2 separate regions of the Anas platyrhynchos genome follow, and region 1 is linked to region 2. A link is a contact called in public Hi-C data. All regions are on one chromosome and are shown on one strand. The core of a region is the stretch at or near the end of the contact, and the rest is flanking DNA. Distances in the headings are between cores, read along the strand shown.

Region 1 (2,997 bases), core at 294-2,793, 260 kb before region 2:
GCCAAGCCACTTCTATGTTACCTTAGAAGTCAGTGGGCTGGGCCATTAGGAAGTGGAAAAATGCACCTCAGAGCACTTCATCAGCCTCTTGTCTGCCTCATTTTTATGAAACTTAGAGCTGATTAGATTATTAGCTGATAGAGGGGGGCAGATATGGATAGAATATTTTCTTCTCTTTGTCCCCTTCCCTCTCCTTTTGAAATGGTAAAAATACTCTGACTGGACTTTTGGTCTCAAAAATGAAGCACCCGCTGTGCTCACTTTGAGAGGCTGCTAGTTTCTTAGGTTAAAAAATTAAAGTGCATAGCATTTAAAAACTTCAGCCCTAGTATGCTATGGTACAAGTCATGTGTTCTCCTTTAGCATCCCAAATCAGAGTTGACTTACCTGGCAGGTGCAGAGGCACCTATTGATCTCCTTTGATTACAAAGAGGGCCTTGGGAAACTACAGTGCATTTGGAAGTCAGGGTTGAGGTACCTAAATTTGAGTCAGATCCTACCTTAAAGTAATCGGAGGAAGGACTGTTTCCTTTTGGCGTCTTGGAAGAATAAATTAGTTGTGGAACCACAAATGGTTTTCTATTCTATTTGTGTTTAGCTTCCACTTTTTTTCCTCCTGTAAACTGTCCCCAGAAAGTGGTATTTACCCCTACTTTGAAGAGGGGAAGAAGGGGCAGGCTGGTGAGAACAACTTTGCAGCAGCTTGGTTACCTTTTGTCATTGCTTTGGGTTGTAGTTAGTGATCCATCAGTGCACTTGTTTCCTTGTATCATTTTGATTTGGCCTTGGAAAAGAATTGCATGCACAGTAGACTTTAGCTACAATTATGAAACAACCCATTTGAATCCTGTGGACCAGATCAAGCATATAATATTCCCATAAAGCCAATTTAAGCAGGAGGGTCATCTGAATGAAGGGCAATCCTGTTGGAAGTACTTACTAAGCGCAGCTGTAGAACTTGCTCCTATTGTTCTAAGCCTGAAGGACATAAATGAGAAGATGTGGCTGTGGCCTTCCCAAGACTCCACAACCTCGTGCCTGCCTGTCTGGGATCAAACCACACCATGATCATTAGGCTTCTCTGCTTTCTGCCAGTCAGCAAAAGTTACCTACAGTGAGCTTAAGAGTACACATGTAAGAAAACTTCACCTTTGCATTTCCTCCTCTCGTGTTGCTCAGCGTGTATCTGGGCAGATCTCAGCGTTGTAATAGCGGGATGATTTGTTTGTACAGTGCCACTTCCATGAGCAAACAAATGGTTTGGGTCTCCAGGGGTCTAACAGCTTTCACTGAGGGCAAAATCCTTATCCCTTGATTTGCCTCAAAAGGCAAAATCCTTCTTATTGAAGGCGTGAGGGTAGGAAAAAGCCTGTCAGTTCTTCATAAAATGAAGCCCCACAAAATATCAGGGAACTGAGGTTGTCCTTTTTCTTTCATTGGGGGAAATTATTTTTTTCCCCCTTTAGGGCACACATAGCACTGGTTATTAGCTTTGCATTTTAGCCACTAGGTGGAGAAAGCAAGCCTTCTACTGTAATTTAATAGCATTAATAGGAGAATGCTATTCTGACCTAAATTCCAAACATATTTTGGAGTAGAAAAGTTCCTTCTTCTCTGCAGTACTTCAGAGGATAGAGTAGCAGTGGAGAGTGACTAGCTGAAACCTCACTGGAATGAATTTTAAGAAAATATAATAGAAGATCAACTTTAAATATAAAAGTGTGCCACATCCAGCCTCAGTTAGTCATCTGAAATGTAATTCATTTGCTTCTGATGCCTGCCTTACCAGGAGTAAGGAGTTGGGCCACCACTGTGAGAAGGTTGCACACAGAGGGCATGTTCCCTTGGAGATGTGATCGCTTGTTGCATCTTCATCAGGATAGAAAGGAAAAGGATGGATCTCTACAGACAGCCTGAGATGGCACTTTTATTTGGGAGTGAGATTGGAGTCATTATTTCAACACTTCAGAGCACATGCATGGAGTGTTCCAGTCTCAGCTGGGAGGGTTGGAAGAGATTCACTGCAGCACAGCTCAGTGAATAGAGGCTGCTGATTCCGTGCTCCAATTTGTCATGGGTCAACGTCGACTCTGGTTCTCTTGTCTTTCAGTGCATTTTCTTGACTCTATAAATGTGTTAAGAGGAATGATGGGGCTGCAAATATTGCAAATGAGGTCTGAAGGAATTAAAATATTGCTGGTTTGTAACTGTCAAATAGAATCACTGCAGCATTCTTTCCTTTGTATGATCCTGAATTTTATCCAGATTTGGATAATATCCTTCTAACCTGCCCTGCCACCCCAATACATGGCAACTGTTTTGCTTGCTTTCATTACAGAGACTTTTCGTGGTCTAATTATGAATGTATTTTGAGTGTTCCTGAGGCAGCATCTATAACTTTTTCCTCAGCATGTGTTCCCATTAAAGGGGAACACATAAAGTAGGCATTTCTGCCACTGAACATCCTGAAATCCTCCTGTGGGGAGCACATTTTTTTTTTCCTGTTCTGGAGGATCGACAGAATTATTTTCCAACCATAACCACTGGAAAAACATGACAAATCATTGGCTTCCCCTACCCCTTCCTAATCACACCACAGTCATGCTGCCTGTTTTGGGGAATGAGTTGACTGTCTTATAGCATCATCTCTTCCAGAGGAAGGGACTTTAGATCCTTTTTTTTTTTTTTTTTTTAAATCTATTCTTTTGATGCTTGTTTTCTCATAATAAGGTAGCGTTTTAGTTTGTGTCGGCTTCTGCAGGTAATATCTGCAGCTAATTGGCTTCCTAAACTGTAGATACGGCTACAGCACCTTGCACATTGAATCATGAAAATATACCTGCTTTTAATATTAGACTAGGCTCAGCAACAACTACAATCAATTTCTGAAGAGTAGCCCTGTCCCATATAGTAAAATTCTTCATGTAAGTTGTCCTAAAATGAATTCAGGAATGGTGCAACTTGACCAGTGAAGTAGTAGTCAGAACTATTTTTCCA
Region 2 (2,907 bases), core at 33-2,532:
TTTTTCTTCCTCAAATACAGCCTTTATGAAACTTTCCGAGGTACTGAATGCTGCACTAGAAATTGGCAGAGGGCTGTAGCTAGAAGACAAAAAAAGTCACCCTTTTGACAAAATGGAAAGATCACATTCTCATGATTTCACAAAAATGGAAAACACATTTTGTGTTCTTGTCTCAATTCTTTCTTGCAATAGAAGACAAGTTTATGCAGAACAGTCTCTCTCATCCAACCACAAAAATCCATTTTGGCCTCCCTAGAAAGGGCAAATTTGTTCAGAGGTTCATGATTTTTACTTAAAAGGTGACTTATTGGCTATTCAAATTCTGACAAGTTACACTTCCTGCAAGAAATGATTCAGATTCATGTATATTCACAAGAAAACAACTGTTGTACAGTAATTGCAACCAAGAAGTAAACAAAACCCCAATTCAATTAAGCATTTGGACACAACTTTAAACTTTTATATATGGCCTTCTAATTTCAGTGGGTCTTCTCAACATTGTTCTTATCTTACTTAAACGATAGCGAGGTGGTTGAAATAATGGATACAGACTCAACAAACAGGATTGGTCCCTTGCCCTACTGTTTGGGTTGTCTTGGACAAATGACTCAATCTCTTTTGGGTAACATGCTTCTTCTTCCCTTCACAGGGGGCCTATAACCCTTCCGGGCAGTGAAGTCTCTGTGTGTTCATATATCTCTTGTAATTGACCCTGATACCTCACGGGTGCTCTGTACACTAGTATGATATATATTAAGTAATTTTTGTGCCAAATAGGTCTCACAAGCATCTGTCACCGCATATCTCCTGCTCTTTCCAGTGTGTGCAGAAGATAACATTGATACCAATGATACCTGTTAGTGTTAAGTGAGCACGGTAGCTGGCATTTTAGTATTGATCATTGGATGCAATACAAGTGAAGAAAACACTTTGCTTGGTTGGTTGTAATCACAAAACTAGCTAAAGACTACAAATATTTGGAAGTAATAGCGCTTTCAGCATATTGTAACACTGAGAAAGTATATCCTCCACTGTTAAATATCTTTTGTTGCCTTGTGCTGCAAAATCAGTTGCTGGCTTTGAAACAACAAGCCTTTTTTTTTTTTTTTTTTTTTTTCTTTTGGTGATAATTAAAAACAAACTCAGACCATTTGTCAGCTGTCACCCCAACTGGGACAATCGAAATACCAAATATTTGCACACCCAATCATGGCTTTGTTCCTGTAGCCAAGGCGCTCTGTAAAACCCAAACATGTTTTTCTTTTGTCTAGAATTTGTTCTGGGCCCACATCCCTAAACCACTAATAAATTATTGCTGTACACTATTGCGCCAGTGTTCCCCTTGTGCCACACCAGGCAACAAAAGGAGAAATAAGCGCATTTGTCAAAATAGCAGTAACCACTTCCACATTCTTTGGAACAACTAGCATATCAAAGGAGACCAGATGCAGCTGTATTTTTGTCTTGATACAGACATTCTTCATGCACCTTCAACGCAAGGCTGTGCAGCATGTCTATGCTATCATATTTTGCACATCATCTTCTCACCGGTTACTTTTTGCCAGAAGACCCACTAATGAACCCCACAAATCATTGCAAACGACCTGACTAATAGGAGATGACAGGTTGGCTTCAGATTTTGATTGCCTTGAATGACTTCTTTAGCTGGTCATTTATGCAACAAAAAAGTGTTCAGATCAAAGCTCTTACATTAACAGTATTTGCCTCTGAGGAGGCAGAACAGACAGCAGCCACGAGTCAGCATGTGAAGATGGTTGGGTATGGTTTCACTTACAGATAAAACTTTTGTTGGACACCACTGTTTTCCAGGTTCACAGTCCCGTGCTGTCTTCTGTCTGAGTACACATATCTTTTCAAGACAATTCACATGGATTCCTTATTATTATGAATAACGTTCCTTGTTATTTCTCACATTTCTGTGTTGCTTTACCAAGGTTTTATTAACAAGTCATGTGCAAAGTCTAGGCATTGAGAAACCTCCAAAGGCAAGAGCACTCGGAATTGTTTAAACAGTAGCAAGAGAGTCGAGTGCTACTGGTTTTTATAAAAACAATTGTTTTAAAAGCTTTCATAGTGCACACAAGGTTCTGCAGAACACTTTGCTAAGTTTCCATTTTAGTGACTAGGTTTTCCAGTCTTTTCAATGCTGCCAAAGACAAGCTCTCTCTTCTCCATGCAGGATGAAAGGGCAGCTTGTCATCTTGAAAGCAAGAGTAACTAACAGGAAAAAAATAACCTTTTTAGTTTGTATGCATAGGGATGAGCTTCTGTTCTCCTTCTCCACTGGGGGAAAAAAAAAAAACAGTGCAACATGAATGTCTGGGGCTGGGAGGAGCACTTTACAATAGAAAGATTACATTATTTGATGACACAAGTTCAAAAACTCAATACACTTCTTGAGTAGAAGAACGAACTTTGCTTCAGAAAATTGGAACGATTCCCAACTGGTAACACCTTATGTATTTGCATTAGAGTAAGGATTAAAGGACAGGAAGGAGTCTTTTTTCATATTCTTTATAAAGTTCTAAAGAAAAACGAGTATTACAACAAAACTAGTTTCCCCCCCTTTAAAAACAGCATAATGACCTTCACAGAGGCTGCTTCTAATCTGTTTGGGAGAGGTGGGGCTGTTCTACCATGACCCACACTGCTACCACAAAAGCAGGGCTGCTGTCTGAACAGATCACCCAATTTAACAAAAAAAATGACCCCTTCTCCCTTCCATCCATTGAAATATAGGACCAATACCTGTCATTTATTATAACTGTTTTGCTTGTCCAAGATTGATTTACTTAAACCCTAATCTGGACGTGAAATAAAGCTATCAAACCCTTTCACATGGAGTCCTACCAAGATCAACAACACTTCATCCATATAGATTTTGTC

Evidence for each region. Hi-C and Micro-C count contacts between places; a contact is called where the count stands out from the background.
Region 1: a contact with region 2 is called in a Hi-C map of subcutaneous adipose tissue, with 1.9 times the contacts expected there. The contact joins two enhancer-like sites. A contact is called at or near these places in 4 of 8 Hi-C or Micro-C datasets (F1 follicle, skeletal muscle and subcutaneous adipose tissue).

What each region holds. Positions count from the first base shown.
Region 1 is chr2:117,266,002-117,268,998 of IASCAAS_PekinDuck_T2T, reverse strand. The region is part of intron 1 of LOC106016617 (a long non-coding RNA gene); the gene reads left to right. Among named protein-coding and RNA genes, the nearest start is that of TGFBR2, 170 kb to the right of the region's middle. Within about 2 kb of position 1,543, at least 1 of the 8 cell types and tissues checked has an H3K27ac peak or open chromatin away from gene starts, as enhancers often do. A contact at or near this core is called in subcutaneous adipose tissue, where this site is marked.
Region 2 is chr2:117,009,441-117,012,347 of IASCAAS_PekinDuck_T2T, reverse strand. All of the region lies in intron 14 of GADL1 (glutamate decarboxylase like 1), which reads right to left. Among named protein-coding and RNA genes, the nearest start is that of GADL1, 74 kb to the right of the region's middle. Within about 2 kb of position 1,282, at least 3 of the 8 cell types and tissues checked have an H3K27ac peak or open chromatin away from gene starts, as enhancers often do. A contact at or near this core is called in subcutaneous adipose tissue, where this site is marked.